2 separate regions of the Pan troglodytes genome follow, and region 2 is linked to region 1. The links are chromatin contacts, called in public capture Hi-C maps. All regions are on one chromosome and are shown on one strand. The core of a region is the stretch at or near the end of the contact, and the rest is flanking DNA. Distances in the headings are between cores, read along the strand shown. Region 1 has its middle 45 kb from the start of REXO5. Region 2 overlaps DNAH3 (dynein axonemal heavy chain 3).

What was found. Capture Hi-C pulls out chosen DNA fragments and counts their contacts.
Region 2: a contact with region 1 is called in a capture Hi-C map of stem cell-derived neural stem cells, with 5 times the contacts expected there. The contact joins two enhancer-like sites. A contact is called at or near these places in 4 of 7 Hi-C or Micro-C datasets (blood, induced pluripotent stem cells and stem cell-derived neural progenitor cells) and 1 of 1 other capture datasets (stem cell-derived neural stem cells).

The regions. Positions count from the first base shown.
Region 1 is chr18:23,419,655-23,423,342 of NHGRI_mPanTro3-v2.0_pri, forward strand. No RefSeq gene overlaps it. Among named protein-coding and RNA genes, the nearest start is that of REXO5, 45 kb to the left of the region's middle. Within about 2 kb of position 1,652, at least 6 of the 24 cell types and tissues checked have an H3K27ac peak or open chromatin away from gene starts, as enhancers often do. A contact at or near this core is called in stem cell-derived neural stem cells, where this site is marked.
Region 2 is chr18:23,651,604-23,655,291 of NHGRI_mPanTro3-v2.0_pri, forward strand. The region is part of intron 19 of DNAH3 (dynein axonemal heavy chain 3); the gene reads right to left. Among named protein-coding and RNA genes, the nearest start is that of DNAH3, 69 kb to the right of the region's middle. Within about 2 kb of position 1,693, at least 2 of the 24 cell types and tissues checked have an H3K27ac peak or open chromatin away from gene starts, as enhancers often do. A contact at or near this core is called in stem cell-derived neural stem cells, where this site is marked.

The DNA of each region.
Region 1 (3,688 bases), core at 402-2,901:
GGAAACTTGAAATTCAGTAAAAGCCGTTTTAATCAACTCTCAAACTGATAACAATCTGTGTTGGAAAGGACATGGGGCATAGGCACCCAATTCCAAAACTACTAGAAATATTAACTGCCCTCCAGAAAAGATGAATCTGGCATACAGTATGTATCATACCCAAAAACCTCGTAAATTGCTCTGTACACTGAGACCCTGCAATTCTACAGCATTATCCTAGGATACTAGGATAGCTACACAAAAACATGTAATGAAGGAGCTATCAGAGGGTTATTAAAATGGAGTTCTAGGTAGTCAGTTCTAATGTGTGTGTGTGAGACAGAGTAAATAAAATCTTCGGTGAAAGAGATCTTCAAGAAGAGGCAGTAGACCTCTGGATCCAGAATGCTTGACTTTGAATCCCAGCTTTTTAAATTATTGTGTGAACTTGAATAAATTGCTTAACATTTCTGTGCTTGGGATAATAATGGTATGTATCCCAGAGGATTACAGATTAGTGAGATTATACATTCACAGTACTGTATATTATTTGTTGTATGAAGTCTGGAGGGATACAGAATAGCATGTAGTTTGAGTACACTTTTGTAGGAGAAAATATGCAAAGCTATACATAGGCTTCTAACAAAACCTGCAAGGCTATATGCCAAAACGTTAATAGTATTTATCTATGGCTAGTGCCATTGACAAATCAGGTTTTAACAAATGCTTTTCTGTTGTAGACTCGATTTTTTTTAACATTCAACAAACATTGCTTTTATATTTGGAAAATAATTCTTACCACCTGCTGTCAGGAGAAGAAAAGAAGAGAAAGATAATTCTACTTAAAATTAACTCTTAGGGTTGGGCAGTTGGAGCAGTGTTTAATCTTATAAATGTAGCTTCATAAGATCTGGTCCTATATGAAAGTTTAAATGTAGCTTCTGTAAGATCTGGCCCTATATGGAACCAGAACTGAAGAGCTTGACTTGGGATCAGACACCGCAACTTGATTCAAGTCCCTTCATCAGGAGGAAAGTTCCCTAGGTGAATTGCCAACTTCCGCTGCAAGGCCCTGAGAACAACTTGAAACTGACAGTGTTGTTGGGTTCCTTCCTGCCCAGCTGAGCTCCAAAGCTGTGAGAGCTTAGCTGCTGTTTACCTCTTGAGGCTCAAGTCCTGAGAGATAAATTAAGTGTCTGCCTCGGATATGAAGAGGCCTGGGTTGGAGCTTCACCTCCCACACACACCTGAGTATTTTGGGGCAAGTCACTTAACCTCATTTGAGGCTATTTCCACAGCTGTATAAAATGAGGAAATAACTACTTTTGATTATTGAGACATTTGTGGAAAATGACACAGTAATGCACTATGTGTGAATTATTTTCCCTCTCTGGGCCTGTTTCCTCACCTTTAAAATAGGGGAAATTAGTACTTCATAAGGTTATGAGGATTAAACTAGGAAAAGTCAAGATTGAGTGCTGAATAAATGACATACTATTTTACTAAGGATCATCTCCCTGTACCAAGAGCACTCCACTTGCTCCCAAGAATAGCCAAGGCCATCTTTTTCTTAGGAGAAAGGGTAGGGGTGGAGGTTTCCCCAGGGATCCAACTCCAGAACTCTGCAGAGATGGGCCTGCACTACAAGGCCTCTGAGACTTCAGTCTGCACACTCTGTTCTTTAGCCTGATGCTCCACCTTTTGGAAGCCAAAGCTGCCAACTTGGCCTTTTGCAAAACACACATTCCATTCATAAGTGCGTTTGTGCATTTTTCCTCCCACACCCTTCCAGGCAGCCAGCGCAGAGCTGCCAAGGCAGCTGCTGGAGAAGCAGCTTCTTATGGGGGAAAAGCAACTCCAAGGGCTTTTACAGAACTCATGGTTTAGGCTTTGAACACATTACTCCCATTTTCTGGTCTCCTTGACCATAGGGGGGGTTGTTCATTTCTTTTTGCCCCCCTTTTTGTAAATAACCTCTTCCCTATTACAAAGGAAACCTATTAATGAAAATTTGAAAAATACAGAAAAATTTAAATCACAACTGATCCCACCATCAACGGTCAATGACTGCCAATATTTTATAATCGATCAACTTTTTCCATGATAGAAATTCTATTATTCAAAAGCAGAGTTTTAATAGCTGTGTAATATTCTAGCATTGATGTATGCCATAATTTCTAAAACAGTCCCTTTTGTTGACCTTGGAAGTTGTTCCCAAATGATGTTGCCAGTGATATCCTTGCACATACATCCTTGGGAGATATTTCTTTTAGGAAAAGTGCCTAAGTGAAATTATTGGGTTAAAGAGTACGAACACACGCTTTTAACTCCAGAAAGGATTTTACTGTTTACTAGCATAGATTTCTTTCAAATTTTTGCCATTTTAAATTTTTCATTGTATATTTAATGTCTGCTTATTTGAATACCCTTTAGATTGGCATCCTGCTTTTTTCCCAGAAGCTTTTTGGTAAATTATTTTTCCTAAGTGAGTTGTTCATATCCTTTGCCATTTTTCTATTGGGAAGCCAGATCCTTTTCCATACTGAATTTTTAAGAGCGCCTTATGGATTCACTATATATAGTGTCCATTTACAAACTATTACAAAATTTTAGTTTGCTTTTTAAGGTATATCATTTTATGTTTAGTCTTTTGTGATTTCCTCTATTTGCTTTTATGCTTAGAAAGCCCTGATTGATCTCTGGATCCAATGACAAGTTTATATATTTCTAATGATTTAATGTCTATACTTCATAGCCTTATTTTTCTTGGAATTTATCTTGGCATGTAATAACTTTCTCCCAAATATTTAGATAATTTTACCCAATTACCTAGCTTTACTTACCCAATAAAGAAGGATGCTCCTTTATCATTTAAGTCCATGTGTATACTAGGGCCAGTATTCATGTTTTCTTCTGTCTTGTCATGTAGTAGTACCACACTATTGTGTAGCTCTATGATGTACTAGCAGTTTTAGCAGCATCACCCCAGATAAACACAGGGCCCATGGAGAGTCTCCATCAGCATGGATTACAGAACACTGTAGAGTTAAGATGCTTCACTGCTGACTGCACTGGTGCTGCTACATTCCACCAGGACTTTTTCAGCACCCCTGAGTCAAGAGACGGGATAACGGTCAGAACACTGAACAGAAGAATGTTAAACTCAGGTAGGAGCCTTATGTTTTTAAGACAGGGCATCCTCAGAAGTCAACGTAAAGGAAAGGAAAGGGAGAGGTTAGGCAAGCTCCCTAATCTTATCAGGCAGACTAACCCTTTTTGACCTACGTCAAAACTCAGAGCTAGAAGGATGACTTCCAGAGCCAATCCAGCCATGTGCTTCAGCAACTGATTTGAAAGGAGGGAAGAAGCCAGTGTTGCAACTCTTCCGTACTCCTCAGATCCTCAGCACTACCTTCAGTGCACCTTTCTTGCTAGAAAGCATTCCACGTGCAGTTAAGCTCATCTGGTAACTAAGTGAAGTTGTTTGTCCATCATCTAATTGAAAATTAGATTTTAGCTGTATATAATCTATACAGCCTGTGACAGCACTTTGAATAGCCCAGGCTCTATACAAGCCCCCAAATCAGTATCCTTCCACTTTATTCCCCAAACCTATTTGTAAGGCTCTGGCTGGGCTCCATAACTCAGAAGTGCCAAAGCACAGAAGAAACAAGCCCAAAAGAGCCAACTGGGGAATGTTTTAGAGGCA
Region 2 (3,688 bases), core at 443-2,942, 230 kb after region 1:
TAATTTTAATTAGACAGGGTCCTGCTTTGTTGCCCAGGCTGAAGTGCAGTGGTGTGATCATGACTCACTGCAGCCTTGACCTCCCAGGCTCAAGTGGTCCTCCTCCCTCGACCTCCTGAGCAGCTGGGACCACTGGCATACAACACCATGCCTGGCTAACCTTTTTCTTTTTAAAAATTTTTTTGTAGAGATGGGGTCTCGCTATGTTTTCCACGCTGGTCTTGAACTCCTATACTCAAGCAATCCTCGCACCTTGATCTCCCAAAAATGCTGGGATTACAGGTGTGAGCCATCATGCCCAGTCCCTTTTACTTTGTAAAATGTGGCTACTAGAAACTTTAAAATTATTGGCTGGGTGCAGTGGCTCACTCCTGTAATCCCAGCACTTTGGGAGGCTGAGGCGGGCGGATCACTTGAGGTCAGGTGTTCAAGACCAGCCTGTCAAACAGGTGAAACCCTGTCTCTACTAAAAATACAAAAATTAGCTGGGCATGGTGGCAGGTGCCTGCAATCCCAGCTACTTGGGAGGCTGAGGCAAAAGAACAGCTTGAACCGGGAGGTGGAGGCAGGAATCAGCCGAGATCGCACCACTGCACTCCAGCCTGGGCAACAGAGTGAGACTCCAACTCAAAAAAAAAAAAAATTACACAAATGGCTCACATTATATTTCTACTAGTCACAGAGGGCCAGTTTTGGCATCTATCAGTGCAGTTTCTCCCTAAGATCAAATGCTACCTTGTTCCCTCTTGCTTTTTTTTTTTAACAGTTAAATTTTTATTATTTTTAAAATTTTTTTTTCCATACTTTTTTTTTTTTGAGAGAGAGTCTCGCTCTGTCACCCAGGCTGGAGTGCCATGGCGCAATCTCGGCTCACTGCAACCTCTGTCTCCTGGGTCCAATGATTTTCCTGCCTCAGCCTCCCAAGTAGTTGGGATTACAGGCGCATGGCACCATGCCCGGCTAATTTTTGTATTTTTAGTAGAAATGGGGTTTCGCCATGTTGGCCAGACTGCTCTCGAACTCCTGACCTCAGGTGATTTGTCTGCCTCGGCCTCCCAAAGTGTTGGGATTACAGGCATGAGCCACTGCACCTGGCCAGACCAGGAGATTTTTTACAATGACTCAGAAAGCACAAAAGCAAGGAACCCAGAAGTAGTTACCGTTGAAATAACGGTCTTGGAAGACCAAGAGTGTTATAGGCACATGATGAAAAAATAACCAAAATAACACTAATTGCAAATAGGACATCAGAAATGCACCTTAGTGTAGTGATCCAAAAAGCCTTTTAGATTTGTGGCTTCCATTTTGCTTTAAAACACAGTAGCAACCCCTTTGCTGTTATCTATAAAGTCTGTGCCCCAAACATAAGGCTCTAACTTTTTCTACCTACATTCTGTAAATGACCAGAACCCCCAGCACAGCCATGGCCTTGCTTCAGAAGATCCAGCTTCTAGACTTGAGTGCTACAGATGGCTCATCCTTCAGATCCCCCTGCCAGAGCTAGCATCCGTGGCAGTGGATCTCCTAAGTTAGGCATCAGGGCAGAGAATGACATCCCCAGGCCTGGGGCTGTCCCCAGGGCGGCCTGTGGTGTGACCTACATACACTGCAGGGAGGAATGGGCTCTGCCTAGGGGCAGTCCGGAGAGTATCTAGGGGCCTTTGTCCTTTCTGAACTTGCCTCTTAACTGCTCAGCCCACTGGGCTTCCATTTAGGGGCTCACTCCTTGGGAGCCACTGTCCTAGGGTTGTGCTCCCTGGCCCTCTCTCACTGTGGTTTACTGCCCCCTACTGCCCGCTCCCTTCCTCTGACCGGACCTTTTTTGCCTGCTTGACTTTTCCAGGCTGAGTCAAACAGTGTAGAAAAATTCCAATTCCCTTTCCCACCACCAACTAGCCATCTGACAATTCATCTCTCCAAGTCTCAGTTTTCCAATCCGTGAAATGCAGATAATAATCTCCACTTCAAAGGCCTGTTTTAAGGATGAAATGTGAGAATCCAAATAAAGTATACAACACAGTACCCAGCACCATAGCTGGTACTCAGTACATTTTCAATATCATCATTATTATTATGGTTAGAATTTTTTTACTTTATTTATTTATTTATTTATTTATTTATTTATTGAGACAGGGTCTTTCTCTGTTGCCCAGGCTAGACTGCAGTGGCGCAATCACAGCTCACTGTAGCCTCAACCTCCCAGGCTCAAGTGATGCTCCCACCTTAGCTTCCCTAGCAGCTGGGACTACAGGCATGTGCCACCATGCCCGGCTAATTTTTTTGTATTTCTTGATGGGGTTTTGCAGTGTTGGCCCGGGCTGGTTCTCAGACTCCTGGGCTCAAGCGATCCACTTGCCTCAGCCTCTCAAAGTCCTGGGATTATAGGCGTGAGCCACGGCACCTGACTGGGATTTTTTAAATTTAAATTAATTTTTTAAATAGATGGGTCACACTATGTTGCCCAGGTTGGCCTCAAGCTCCTGGCCTCAAGTGATCCTCCTGTCTCGGCCTCCTAAAGTGCTGAGATTAGTGGTGTGAGCTACCTCGCTTGGCCTGGTTGGGATTTTCTGAGTGCCCATGTACAAGAATAGCATCATAGAGGAAGCACCAGGTGGAGCAGATGGCTTTCCCGGCCCCGCGGCATGTTCTCCAAATGCCATCGACAAGGACACTCTTGATAGTGCCATCTCATAGAGAAACCTGGCACTACCAGAGGCCACCTGTCCCACCTAAGCTCCCTAACCTCCCCATCCCCCCGATGCAGGTCAAAGTCCTAGTTAGGCTGGGTCCGTAGAGAGAGGCATCCCGTGAGCACCAGCTGACAGCAACTCCTCCTCTGCGGATCCCTCTGCTGGGGCGTTTCAAAACCAGAAGTCATGGCCAGGCACTGTGGCTCACGCCTGTAATCCCAGCACTTTAGGAGGCCAAGGCAGGAGGATCACTTGAGGCCAGGAATTCGAGACCAGCCTGGGCAACATAGTAAGACCCCCCCCATCTCTATTTTAAAAATTAATTAATTAAAATTACAATTAAAAAATATCCCAGCCAGGCACGGTGGCTCATGCCTATAATCCCAGAACTTTGGGAGGTTGAGGCGGGTGGATCACTTGAGGTCAGGAGTTCAAGACCAGCCTGGCCAACATGGTGAAACCCCATCTCTACTAAAAATACAAAAATTAGCAGGGCATGGTGGCACGTGCCTGCAATCCCAGCTACTCAGGAGACTGAGGCAGGAGAACTGCTTGAATGCAGTGAGCCGAGATCATGTCACTGCACTCCAGCCTGGGTGACACAGTGAGATTCCACCTCAAAAAAAAAAAAAAAAGAAAAGAAAAACAGAGGTCTACTCAGACAGCCTATCTCTTGTCTATACATCACCCCATCCTTTGGTTAGGTCTCCAGTTCAAGACTTTTTGGGAAACTGAAAGTAGCTTCTCCCTACAAAAAGACCCTGACTCTCTCATGTATTAAGAGAGTCTTCCTCTCTCTTCCTAGGGAGAACAAAGTGCTCCTTGTCACTGTGTTCTCATTGGGTCCTTTCAGAGAGAATTTCCTCAGTCTTATACGTGGCTTTTTTTTTGCCCCCCGTTACCCAGGCTGGAGTGCAGTGACACGATCATGGCTCAATGCAGCCTTGACATCCTTGGCCCAAGCAATCCTCCCACCTCAGCCTCCCAAGTTGCTGGAC